Regions from separate parts of the Sus scrofa genome. Here region 2 is linked to region 1. The links are chromatin contacts, called in public HiChIP or PLAC-seq maps. All regions are on one chromosome and are shown on one strand. The core of a region is the stretch at or near the end of the contact, and the rest is flanking DNA. Distances in the headings are between cores, read along the strand shown.

Region 1 (6,947 bases), core at 2,271-4,770:
ATAGGCTCCGCTTTGTGGGAAACATAAGCTGAAACAGGTGGTACCAGAAGTAACCCTACAGAACATGTCCTTAGGGTAGAATTTTGGAATTGGTTATTAACTTGTCAGAGGGTAATGACTAGGTTGGTAATAAACCTATATGGAATATCATCGTGCCACTGAGATTTTTCTCCTGTGATGATGAAAAACATTAGAATGGGCTGTGAAACATTAGAACAGGCTGTGGCTGTGGAGACTGAACATAATGGAAGCAATACTAATTAAAAAATTATGGAGTGGGATGATTAGCGGTAAGGAATTAGATATCAATACATAGATATGATTAATGGTTTGATTAAATGATCTGGGACTTGGAAAAAGGCAGGTTGGAAGATTGGTTAGAAAAAAAGAGCTTGGGGAGTTCCCATCATGGCTCAGTGGAAATGAATCTGACTAGCATCCATGAGGATGCAAGTTCGATCTCTGGCCTCACTCAGCGGGTTAAGGATCCGGCATAGCTGCAAGCTGTGGTGTAGGTAGCAGACATGGCTAGGATCCCATGTTGCTGTGGCTGTGGTGTAGGCTGGCAGGCTGGCAGCTACAGTGCCGATTTGACCCCTAGCCTAGGAACCTCCATATGCTGCAGGTGCAGCCCTAAAAAGACAAAAAATAATAATAATGAAATAAAAATTAAAAAGAGCATGTGATCATAGATCCAATGTGTGAAAATATTTGTGTCTCATATAAATGTTCACAAAAAGTCCTCCACTGCAAAATAAGCTTTCCATTATCAGATGAGCAAGATGCTCATTTTTTTCAATGTCGGTCAGTCACTTTCCAGATTCGACTCCAAGACTTTCTTAATGGGCACTGTGGCAAGGACAGAGATTTTGCTTGGGCTCAACAAGAACTTCCACATCAAGATTGAGTTGGTAACTGCCACTACTATGTGTCAAATTTGTCAGCAATTGCAAGCAGATCTTAGCCTATGAGTCACAGTCAACTTTGTGATAGAGTGAATATGTTGAAATCTTCCAAGTTAGATGTGGCAATGCTTTTTTCCATAGAGAATAAAGTCAGTTTTGATTCATAGGCTTCACCAGTCTTACCATATCACAATCCTAAAAGAATCTGTCCCTATGGTTTGGTAGAATACTAATTGAAGATTCATATTTTATCGGTCTGAACCAAGGACCTATATAGAGTGCCACTTCTCCAATATATGATTCCTGGAATGTAATTCAAGTGGGAGTACCCTCTTCCCAAATATTTGACTTCCAGCTTTCTGACTGTAGTAATTTATAATATTTAGATGTAGTAATTTATAGTATTTTAGATGATCTTTCTTTAAGTAGAGGGTGAACTTATTTTCACTTGTATGAGGGAATAATGAAATTACGCTGCATTCTCTTAGGTTGCTTTTACTAATATCCTTTTCAGAAGGATAGAGTGTGAATAGTGTTGGGCAGCTAACTCCATGAGCTGTGGTGATATTTGTCATCTTATTGAGCTATCATTGAATGTACTGCCTATGTTTGAGTAATTCTTTATCTCATGGGAATACAAGCAATGTAGATGATTGCTTTCCCAGATTTTCTCAGAGCATGTGATCTCAGCTCTACCAATAAGATGGACCCAGAGTGGACCAAGTCAGAAGTTAGAAACTAATGGTGAAGCCAGCTCTATGATGAATTCATCCTGATAAAGGCCATAGGGTCCACATCCAGTGCTTGCAGTGCTCACAAGCATTGGTAAAAAATGCAGTTTTCATGCTTAGCAGTAGCGACTGTACGTCCAATTTCGTGCTGTGATTTTTTTTTTTATATTATTCCTAGCTGTGAAGCTTCTGAGCCTGGTTCGTAGGTTCTGCTGGAGAGTTGGTGAGCTAGCTAATATTCCCTCTGACAAATTCCTTAACTACCTAAATTTATCAGACCCAGCATCTATCGGTTTCCATCAAAACCCTTAATGAAACAGTTCTTTCTTTTTCATTTTATTTGATTCTTCCTTTTCATATCTTGATATTATTTTCTTTCATTCTTGTGTAGTGAAGTATGAGCATAATACTAGCATTTCCTTCAAGTGTTGCTTTTTTATTGTTATTACTATACATTGCGAATATTATAAAATGTTGCTTATATAGTCTCTCACCCCCAAAATTTGTTTTACCAGAGAATTTTGAATTTCTAGATAGTTGTGGGGATCTTATGTTGTTATTGTTTTTTATTTTTGTTGACTTCAAATTTTGCTACCTTGTGATCAATTTGTTTTATATTGATTCTGTATTTTAGAATTTACTGCCTTGTAAATCAACTTTACCTCAATAAAACAAAAAAAAATTTATTAAATTTTTGTAGCTTAATGTAAGGTAAATTTTTATAAATGCTTAGAGGAATTTTCGAAATGTTGATTTTGTTTTGAGGATATTGAATTCAATATCTACCTATAAGTTCTATGAATTGTTAATTAGGCATTTATATCTTACCTATTTTTCTATCTCCTTTACCATATATGGAGGTAAATATTGTTATTGTTGTTTTTTCATGTCTACCTCTATTTCCGACAACTTTGCCTTTTTGTATTTTAGGCTGTTATTCGGTGCATAAAGATACTTGAGAGATATTTACTGTGGATTGCACTCATTATTTTAAAGTATCTATTTTTCTTTAATGCCTTTTGCTTCGACTTAATAATTGTCTAATGTTAATATTGCAAATCTCACATTAGTATTTGGGTTTTTTTTACTTTCAACCTTTCTTGAATCATTTTTATTTTAATTGTGTTTCTTGTATCTTGTTGGTTATTATTTTTCAGCCAGTCTAGGTATATTAGTGTATTCTCTTTTAGTTATATGACAAGTTCATTGAAATTTGGTTCTGATCACATTCTCATTTTCTGTTTTCAGTATTTCCTTTGTTTTTTTTTAAGATTTCCCAAGAAAAAAAGATTTAGAGAATAATTTAAAGAAGCACAAAATATTGAAAAAATTGCTTTCTCCCTACACTGACCATGACCTTTCTTGTTGTCAAATCTCGAGTCAGATATATTCTCCCGAGCTTCCTAGCTCCCATTTTTGATTTTGCATTTTGTATATATTTCTGCTGATATTTCAAATATAAAACGTTATTTTCCCTTATAAGTGCCCCCAATTAACTTTTTTGCAAGGAAGAAACTGCTTTCATTCTTTCTCCCATTTACTGTGCTTTCCACTTTAATGCCATGGAGTATAATCTGGTAGACTGGGAGCTCATGATGACTTCTGTCTGTCCACATTTAGAGTGATCTTTTACTAGGTTTTTTTCTTTTTTCCTTTTTAAAAGAGTTATTTGTTCAAATGGATCCTCCCTCTCATTCCTTTACAGCTCAGAGCTTTAAAATCAAGGTTCATTAAACCCTTTAGGAAAATATTTTAACTTCTCTTAAACTCTTACCACTTACATAAACGAACCTCCAATAGGACTCGTGCCTCTCTTCTCTCCCCCTACTTTGCCTTCCTGGTCTGCATTATAAATGCACACTCATGCACAACTTGGTTTTTAGGGTTATAAGTCATACATTCTTTTCTCAGTAGTAAGTATGAGTGTTAACCATCTTCAGTGCAAGTTCTTAGAGATAGCTGTGTCAACGAATGCAGTTTTGTGATGATAAATAATGAATAAGCAGTTCTTTATCATGAATGAGTCATTCTTATGAAAAAAATTACTTTAAACTATGCATATATTTTTAACCAAAGAAATAAATGATGGGAGGCAGCTTATCTATTTCAAAATCAAGATCGTTAATTATTTGGTTCACGAACAGGAAAATGGAATTTCCGTAAATCTTCAAATTTGACTTTCAGCCCAGATTTAGAGAAATACACACTTTATCTTTTAGTTCATTTCATTTACAGCTGAATTAGTCATAATTTCCTTTTTGTTTCCTTACAGTCTGCAAAAACATCATCAGCTATTAACCATTCAATTTCCATTTTCTTAAAAATCTGTTTGAATTAATTTGTTATCATTATCTACTCCTGATAGCATGTAGATCTTTAAAAGTGACCAACCCTTAGACAAATGCAAGTTGAAAAGATCTATTTTAATTTAACATTTTACTTGAGTGTGCAGTAAAACTGCAAGTTTTGAAGACTCATCTTTGCAATTGTTTTAAATGAATTAAACTATAATCTAATTTGGGGAGTTCCCTTGTGGCTTAGTGGAATAAGTATCACTAGTGTCACTGATATGGCTCTAGTTACAGCTGTAGTGTGGGTTCAGTTCCTGGCCTAGGAACTTCCAAATGCCATGGGCATGGCCCCCAAATTAAAAAATATATATATAATGTAATTTTGAAAGACTACTTTTGGATTAATTATGTATTGAAATGTCTTCAAACACACATGTATGCCTTCTCCATTACTCATTGATTGTTATTTAATCTCTCCTTGCCTCAGTTTACCTATCCGTAAAATGGGGATAATAATAGTTCCTACTTCATACAGCTGTCATGAAGGTTAAAAAGTGTAGACATATGTAAAGTTCTCAGAAGGCCTGACATTTGTAAGCACTACAATACAACCACATTTCCACCTGATATATAGCATAGTAATTAAAATCATGGGCAGTGGAGCTGGGCAGCCCTGGGGACCAATCCCAGTTCTGCCTTATATTTTCTTTGTGACACTGGCAAGCCATTTCTTTGATCTCCCCTCCATGCTCCTATTTCCCTATTGTTAAGTGAGAGTAATAACACACATTTGGCTACATTAGATGAAAAGTTTATCATAATACCCACCAGGCGGTAAGCACTGAACTAATGAATGGTACCCAGAAACTCCAAATATGTTTTAGACAGTCTTTTAAATATTCTTTGACAGAAACCAAAGAGCAAGTTTAAATTTTTTTAAGTGAAAATGTAGTTGAGTTACAATGTTGTGTCAATTTCTTTTATAAGCAAAGTGACCTGGTCATACATATATATATTCATTTTCTCATATTGTCTTCCATCCTGCTCTATCACAAGATTAGATATAGGTCCCTGTGCTGTACACTAGGATAAACAGCAAGTTTTTATGTTTAAGTGAAGAGAGGCAAAGAGAGAAGGAAGGAAGGAAGGAAGGAAGGAAGAAAAGAAAGAAAGAAAAAGAAAGAAAGAAAGAAAGAAAGAAAGAAAGAAAGAAAGAAAGAAAGAAAGGAAGGAAGAAAGAAAAGGGAGAAAGAAAGAAAAGGGAGAAAGAAAGAAAGAAGAGAGAGAGAGAAAGGAAGAGAGTTTATATTCCATTATATTTTTAGGTGTATAAAGAGTATAATTTCCTTAAGTGCCAGTCTGTGGAGGAAGGCCGGCAGGAATGAAAATCTCTTTGACTTGAATTAACACTGCTCTGTGTCACTCTTCCCTTATTCCTAAGCTTAACTGGTCTAAATGTCCTCATTTGTCCAAATATTAATTCCATGCTGACCCTCACACCCAGGCCTGAGTTCAGGCAGGGTCGGCAGATGTCTACGTGGGAAAGCTTTTCTTCCAAAAGTAGTTTCTTTATAAACAAGTCATCATTAAAAGTATTACTCTTGGAGTTCCCATCGTGGCGCAGTGGTTAACGAATCCGACTAGGAACCATGAGGTTGCGGGTTCAGTCCCTGCCCTTGCTCAGTGGGTTAACGATCTGGCGTTTCCGTGAGCTGTGGTGTAGGTTGCAGACGCGGCTCGGATCCTGCATTGCTGTGGCTTTGGCGTAGGCCAGTGGCTACAGCTCCGATTAGACCCCTAGTCTGGGAACCTCCATATGCCGCGGGAGCGGCCCAAAGAAATAGCAAAAAGACAAAAAAAAAGTATTACTCTTTATAAAAATGCCTGTTCCTTGGGATTTGTCAGAAATGAATGCATTTGGGGGGTTGGTTTATTCATTATCTCTTAGTAGCTAACTGAGGAATAGGACACTATAAAGTTTGAATGAGAGACAGAATTAAAATTATTTTTAAAAATCCAGATAATTTTTTTGGAGGGTGCAGTCCATTTAGCAGCTCCTGGGAAGCTCAGAAGATGACACCTAATTTCCTTTCAATTTAAAATACAAAATGAAATTATTGTTTTTGTAAATACTTATACTTTGTAAACCCAGTAAGAATAAAAAGAATTGAACACACATAGAATTATTGCAAATGTTTCTTAATTTTCAGATTAAAAAAATTGTAACTTTAAAATAGCTCCTGTTTTACAATGGCTAAAAATAACCTCTTGGAAAAAAATCCCAAACTCAGGACTAGAGGTCAGTACAAATAGGAGCATGACTCACAGAAATCACATTAAAGTTCCATCTGAAAAAGCAAGTGGAATAATTTTTATTCATATTTATACTAAACATGTAATAGAAAAGTTCTTAGAATTGTGACTAATTCAGAACCTTAGACTTCTTAGGTATCTCTCCATCAATTACTAGTCTCTCATCTGTATTTCCCCTCCCCCTATAGTACCGTGGTCTAAGCACATTTTCAATAGGATATATTTAGGCATTTCTTTCTCAAAGTTCTTAATGGTGTTGTCACTCTGAGCTTGTGCCACCGATATGAGTCTCTGCCATAGTAACACTTGTGCTTTCAATATTGAATATTTCTAATTTACAATTATTTTTCTGTCTGCCTCTTTACTATCTTAATAATGAGTGCAATATGCATTATTTATCTATTATTGCACAACAAATGAAAACTTAGTGACTTAAAACCCCAATAAATATTTATTCTCTCTCACGGTTTTTCGCCAGGAATTCAAAGGCTGCTTGATGGGCAGCAATTCTAGCTCAGGGACTCTCACCAGGTGGCAGCCAAGGTGTCTGCCAGGGCTATCGTCATTTGAAGGCTGGACTGGGGCTAGAGGCTCTGCATGCAAGAAGTTCTCTGATGTGGATGGTAAACTGGTGCTCAGTTTTTCTCCTCTTGGAACTTCCTATAGGATTGCTTGAGTGTCCTTGCTGCATAATGGCTAGATTAGCT
Region 2 (6,841 bases), core at 4,042-6,541, 74 kb after region 1:
GATTCATCAGACTGATCAATAAAAAGTGAGAGAGATTCAAAACATCTTTATAACCGACCTGCCTCCTACCCCCGCCCCTACCCATGCCAAAAACCAACTCTGCAGACTAAGAGGCTGCCTGTAGGAAAGCATTTCTGGTGAATCATGGTCAAGAATTTGACTCTTTGGTGGAATTATAGATGCAAATTGTTAAAACACCCTATTTTTAAGTTTCCTAAATAAAATATAGGACATCCAATTAAACTTGGATTTCACATAGACTGCAAATAATACTTTCATGTAAGTATGTCCTGTGCAATATTTAGGATATACATCTATTAAAACATTATTTTTTTTGTCTAAAACTCAGATTTAAATGAGCATCTTGTATTTTTATTTACTGAATTTGGCAACCTTACTCTAATCAGATTTGTTCTAATAAATGTGAAACTGTCATAGAATAGAAGCATTTATGTATTTATAGGAGGAGATTATAAGTAATTAAATTCTAATTATATTGGGAAAACAAGCCAAAATGACTAGGAAGATAAACTTGGATATGCCATGACTTTCAAAGTAATTTCAGTAGCAGACATTCCTTTTCTCTTGAAAAAAGAAATTGAAGCTAAATGGAAATTGGTTTTGAACTTTAGATGGGTACTTCCCAAGGCATTTAGCTGTAGACTAAATGAAATTCATTTGTTATTGCAATTCTACCTTGCTATTAGCATAAGCATTAGGAGAGTGGTGCCAGCTCAGGGGAATGTAAACAGATTGAACAGACATGTTTACAATATCGACAGCAGCTGAATGTCACCATCAGGAGATCGTCATTTGTCAGAGTGTGATGCTAATATATGATCCACTGACAGTAAACCACAGCTTGTCAGGCCCTGGTCAGAAATTACATTGCGTGCACCTTACATATTTAAGAACTGTATCTTGTATTTAAAAGGGAGGGTTATCTTTTCTTTCTTCTTTCTTCTTTCTTTTTTTAACTTTTATTATTCCAGAGAATTTGCACGTAGCTAGTGATTGTATGGAAGCACTTTTATTTATTTATTTTTTATGATTTTTATTTTTTCCATCATAGTGGATTTACAGTGTTCTGTCAATTTCTACTGTACAGCCAAGTGACCCAGTCATACTATATATATGTATATATATATACATATATATATATGCATATATATATATATATATATATATTCTTTTTCTCACATTATCCTTATGGAAGAATTTTTAAAGCTTTGTAAAAGCTTTTTAAAATTTACAGTGATTGAACCAGATTTGACATGATCCTCTTAATGGTAAGCAAGTCCATTTTTAATGGTTGTGGAGAAATTAGCCATTCTCAGTTTTCTGTCATTAAATTAATAATACAAAACTGAAAATAGGCTTTAAATAGTAATTTTCTACAAACTCTGTTCTTCTCTCTCCTTTTTCTTTTCTTTTTTTTTTTTTTTTTTTTGTCTTTTTGTCTTTTCTAGGGCCGCACCCATGGCATATGGAGGTTCCCTAGGCTAGGGGTCTAATCTGAGTTGTAGCCACGGGTCTACACCACAGCCACAGCAATGCTGGATCCGAGCCTTGTCTGCGGCCTACACTATAGCTGTATCCTTAACCCACTGAGCAGGGTCAGGGATCGAACCTGCAACCTCAGGGTTCCTAGTCGGATTTTTAACCACTGAGCCATGACAGGAACTCCTGTTAAGTAGTTGTAAACTTAATAATTATACAGCCTCTCATCACCTATTAAGTTAAAATTAAACTATTAAGTTAAATACCTTTATTATTTTCTACTTAGTTTTGTTGATAGCCTAGCACCTTGATTTCTAAATCAAGATCCATCATATCATTGGCTGCATATTCAGCATCTGCCCAGAGTTTTACCCTGTTTTCTCAAAAAATACTTGACAGCAACTGTATATGGTTAGACTTATTTGACAGCTGAGGGCAAGCAAGATGCCCCAAGATGCACGTCTGCAAGTTGCTTTCATTAGCATTCAGACACAGTTTACACTCCAAGTCTATGCATGTTTCACTTTACCACCCTACTATTAGAATATATTTAATTAATTCTGGTACTATTTCTGTAAGAAATAAATATGCACCATCTATAATTCCAAGGTATTCAGTAGTCATTTCACTTTTAAAAATATGATCTCTTTTTTTTAATGGCTGCATCCTCTGCATATGGAGGTTCCCGGACCAGGTATTGAATCTGAGCTCCAGCTGTGACTTACACCACAGCTGCAGCAATTCAGAATTCTTTAACCCACTGCTGCTGGACTCTGGGGGATCGAATCTGCCCCTCCACAGGGACCAGAGCTGTTGTAGTTGGATTCTTAACCCACTATGTCACAGCAGGAAAGCTGATCTTTAACATCCTTATAATAAAAGGAACTCTAAAAATCTGACCATAGTTCTCCTTTATCCTGTTCAGGAATCAAATTGCTTCTCTTCTGCTTTCTCCCTTCTTCCCTTCCCATTCCTTTTTCTTTCCTTTTTCCTCCTTAAACCCTCATCGAGTACCCCATCTGTGATAGAAACTTGAGATACAAAGATGAAATGGGAGACTGCAAAGCAAAATGCAGTGTATTAGAATTATGAATAAATTGGGAATTCTCTTGTGGCACAGCAGGTTATGGATAGGGTGTTGTCACTGCAGCGGTTTGGGTTGCTGCTGTAGCCTGGGTTCAATTCCTGGCCCTGGAACTTCCATATGCTGCAGGCACAGGCCCCGCCCCCCCCCCAAAAAAAAATTGTAAATAAATTAACGTGGGGACCCAGAATAAAGAGTTGTTGGAAACTTTCGGAAGGTTTGGCAGGAATCTTTGTTTTGTTTTGTTTTGTTTCTTTGTCCTTTTTAGGGCTGCACCCGTGGCATATGGAGGTTCCCAGGCTAGGAGTCTAATCGGGGCTACAGCTGCTGGCCTGCGCCACAGCCACAGCAATGGCAGACCCGAGCTGTGTCTGCGATCACGGCAATGCCGGATCCTTAACTCACTGATCAAGACCAGGGATCGAACCCGCAACCTCATGCTTCCTAGTTGGATTCATTTCCGCTGCGCCATGACAGGAACCCCCTGGCAGGAGAATCTTTATTTCAGCTGGATGTTGAAAATATGGACGAATTTTCTAGTGGAGAAGGGAAGCAAGATGAAGAGTGTGTGCAAAGACACGAAGGAGGAAAAGAACAGGGCGAGTTTGGGCAAAACTGAGAGATTCTGTGTGGCTGTGGTGTCAGGGAAAAGCGCGTGTAGTAGTCCAAACGGGTAGGTCTTTGTAGGAGAGTCTAATGTTACCCCTTGGACTATAGAGAGCCAGTGAGAATTTTCAGCCTTTGATGAAATGGTAACAGTCAGGGCTGGAGGCTTTGGGAAGGCTGATTAGTGGTTATACAATAGTCTTCGGAAGCCATGGATGGATCTGGACTAAGACTTTGGGGACTGGGTGGAGGGCTGCTGAGTTCAGCAGACCTTGCTGAGATAGAGTTTTTGCACATGAAAGGAATGTTGTATTACCTGACATGGGGAAGTGAGGTATTATTCACTATTTATGCGTTTTTCATGTAACAGAGACATACCCTTCAATACATGTGTTTTATTTTGACATGTTAACTAGAATTCTTTAAAGCTATTGTTTTTAAATTCGTTGTTAAACGCATAAAAATTTGAAGCAGAGGAAACTGGAGATGATGTGGGCAGTGCTGGATCCAAAGGCTCAGTTTGCACGTCTTGTTTTTGTATGCACCACAAGCCTGGGACATATTGCCATTAACCTTTCTGTTTTGTAAGTGACGTTGGCTTCACTGCCTCTAATTATACCCTAGAAAAGCACATAAGCAGATGTCATTGAAAGTAAATGTGACATTCATGCCTTTGGTATTGGGTCTTCATGACAGGATCTTGAGTGTTGTTTAGACCTTTTGCTTACTTTAAAGTTTGACGTATGAATGGCTCAAGTTTTTGTATTTCTGACTTTTGTATAATTTAGGTGTACTCTGTCATAGTAAGCATTTTAAGCTTTGTTATATATTGTTTCTTAATATACACATTTGCGATGACTTTGGTTCAATATAAGCTGTGCGGATCTATACTCATTGATTTTGTGAGTGTCCCAAGTCTGTGCAGAGTTCAATGCCTGATTTTTCCCAGGCAGCACATGCTTTTGCAAGGGTTGTTCCAGTTGTGGATGCGGTTACAGGCTCAGCAAATGCTATGTAGAGGCTAATTCAGCAGTTGTGTAGAGGTTTTGCTTTCACATCTGCTTCCAGTGTTGTCAGTCTATTGCCTTCCTTTTGCAAAGGTAAAGCAGTAGATATTCATTTACTACTCTTCTTAAGCAGTACATTTGAATTATTATGAAATAAATAATTATCCCTAAATTTAGATTACCATTATTTTAGTCTTTGAAACGTTAAAATTTGGAAACTACAAATTTCCTCACAATGGTTACAATTATGAAGACATTTTAGAAACCTCTTTAAGGAATTTTCTTAGATAATCTATGGCAATGTAAGAATTATTTCTGGAGTTCCCGTCGTGGCTCAGTGGTCAACGAAAATGACTAGGAACCATGAGGTTGTGGGTTTGATCCCTGGCCTCCCTCAGTGGGTTAGGGATCTGGTGTTGCCGTGAGCTGTGGTGTAGGTCTCAGGCGTGGCTGATCCCACGTTGCTGTGGCTCTGACAGGCCGGCCGCTACAGCTCCGATGACCCCTAGCCTGGGATTCTTCTTATGCCGCAGGTGCGGCCATAAAAAGACAAAAAAAAAAAAAAAAAAAAAAGAATTATTTCTTATTAAGTAAAAGGATGAATCTTTTCAGTGCATCTTCTAGGAAACAAGCATTTAAAATATTTACAATTTTCAAGTTTTCTGTAGGGTTCACACAGCCGAGTTGAAGACGGACTGTCTTTTTATGAGACCTGTAATGAAAGATTTGCCTATTATAATGGAAATACTTTAATGCTAAGTTTTCTCTCTTTGTGTTATTTAAGGCTCTTTTTAAAAAAAGTTTGTATTGGAGTATAGTTGACTTAAAATGTTATGTTAGTTTCCGGTGTATAGCAAAGTAAATCAGTTATACATATACATAGACCCATTCCTTTTCTGATTCTATAAGGAAGGACAGCCTTGGTCTAACTGAGAGCATTTAATAAAGGGACAGGAGGAAGGGTTTGAGCCGAGATCTGAGGGGAAGGGTGGTTAATGGCTCAGGCAGAGATGGTTGAAGGTTGACGGAAGGGTCATTGCTGGGGAGGCAAGGTACTTTGAGGAACTGAAAGCCTAGTGCAGGGAGCACTCGTGATAAGACTCAGAAGCTCATGGTGTGTGCCTGGCCAAAGGCACGTGTATGTCATAGGATGGGTATGTGCCAGGCATGCCGGGCTGAGAGTTGGTTGTGTGATCTTAGGCCAAATTATGGGCATATCTTAAATACCCTGTGTACATACTTTGCAGTTGGACGTTTTGGGAGCTGAAGAGTGATGTGATCAGATCTATCTTTTGCTTCACAACCCTGGCAGCAGTGTCTGTTCTGGCTTTCTTGTGGGCTCTTCTCTCATCAACCCGAAGGGGGATAGCTGCGCGGTCCTGCCACTCTGGGCTTAGGGGGCCTCACATTTAGAGACGCTCTTTTAATGACAGATGAGAGTGGAAGACGTATGTGTGCCTTTACTGATGAAGAAATAACGTTCTTCTGGTGGGGCCGTCTTGCTAATGTTTTAGAGTTTTTTTCCCCCAGATGTACATCATAAATAAAATTGTATTAATCTGGATGTGTTTAGTTCCGACTTAATAGCAAAAATATAGTTGCCAGGTTGACGTAGCCACCAGGAAACTGAGTGTTGGGCTAGGATGCCTTCGAGGAGGCCAGCCAACCAAGGGCTGTTGTGGAAGAGTTAGAATGGTAGTTCTTTGGAATCCTGCTGCTGTTTCCCAGATTTGGGGGGGGAGGGGGGACAAAAAAGGTCCATAAACAATTGACTAGTATCGGAGGATTGTTGTAAAGCTGCTTAACTTGTTTGAGAGCAAACTTTTCAAACCTGGTGGAAGCACTTACCGACACAAGATGGATAGGCTTCTTTCAGATAATCATCAATCTGTTTACAAAAGCAGGGCTTCAAGGATCTCTGCTTCTTAACATCCCTACAGCTAAAATATTTGTTGTAAAAAAATACGCTTTTCTTTAAAATTGATTTGTAATTCATGTTATTTAATTCAACTTGTTCCTTCTACCAACGAGACTGAATTACTGATGTTTGGGCAATCTTGGTGACAGTTTAGTGTTTTTATCATTATTCACATATGATTTTCTTTCCCTGAACACTAAGCATGACTGTGAATTGGCTTGTGTTCTTATATTCGATCATTTAAAAAAAGAAAATATACGTATTTTTGTTCAAGGGGAAAGTGTTTTTGCTTGAATAGATTTATTAAGAAAAGAAAAAAAAAAGGAACACACCTCTTCACTTTGTAATAAATATTCGTATTCATGGATCTATAATATTTAAAGACAACATTTCCCTTTAATACTCCTTTAGAAGGTAGGTTGTGGATTTACTGGACAATATACAGAAGTAAGTTAAAATGTGTACCTTGTCTGAAAATAAAGGTAAAGTAATTAAAAGAATATGATTTAACAATATTGTAAGTCAGCTATACTTTAATGAACATAAAAAAATGAATGTGTTTTAGAAGATACTGTCACAAATTATAGGTAGATTGAAAAGTTGTTACTGATACTAAAGGATGAATTCCCTTTCTCTCTAAAAAAGTCTTTTAAAATGTCTGATTTCCTAATGTGTTGTCTTGTAAATGATGTCACCGAGGTGCCTGTGACTTAGGAGCTTCTCGGG

The links. HiChIP or PLAC-seq counts read pairs in DNA pulled down with a chosen protein or histone mark.
Region 2: a contact with region 1 is called in an H3K27ac HiChIP or PLAC-seq map of alveolar macrophages. The contact joins two enhancer-like sites. A contact is called at or near these places in 3 of 47 Hi-C or Micro-C datasets (liver, mesenteric adipose tissue and subcutaneous adipose tissue) and 1 of 2 datasets of contacts at active chromatin or transcription factors (alveolar macrophages).

Annotation. Positions count from the first base shown.
Region 1 is chr18:25,995,466-26,002,412 of Sscrofa11.1, forward strand. No RefSeq gene overlaps it. Among named protein-coding and RNA genes, the nearest start is that of ING3, 22 kb to the left of the region's middle. Within about 2 kb of position 3,521, at least 5 of the 83 cell types and tissues checked have an H3K27ac peak or open chromatin away from gene starts, as enhancers often do. A contact at or near this core is called in alveolar macrophages, where this site is marked.
Region 2 is chr18:26,067,245-26,074,085 of Sscrofa11.1, forward strand. All of the region lies in intron 5 of TSPAN12 (tetraspanin 12), which reads left to right. Among named protein-coding and RNA genes, the nearest start is that of TSPAN12, 24 kb to the left of the region's middle. Within about 2 kb of position 5,292, at least 4 of the 83 cell types and tissues checked have an H3K27ac peak or open chromatin away from gene starts, as enhancers often do. A contact at or near this core is called in alveolar macrophages, where this site is marked.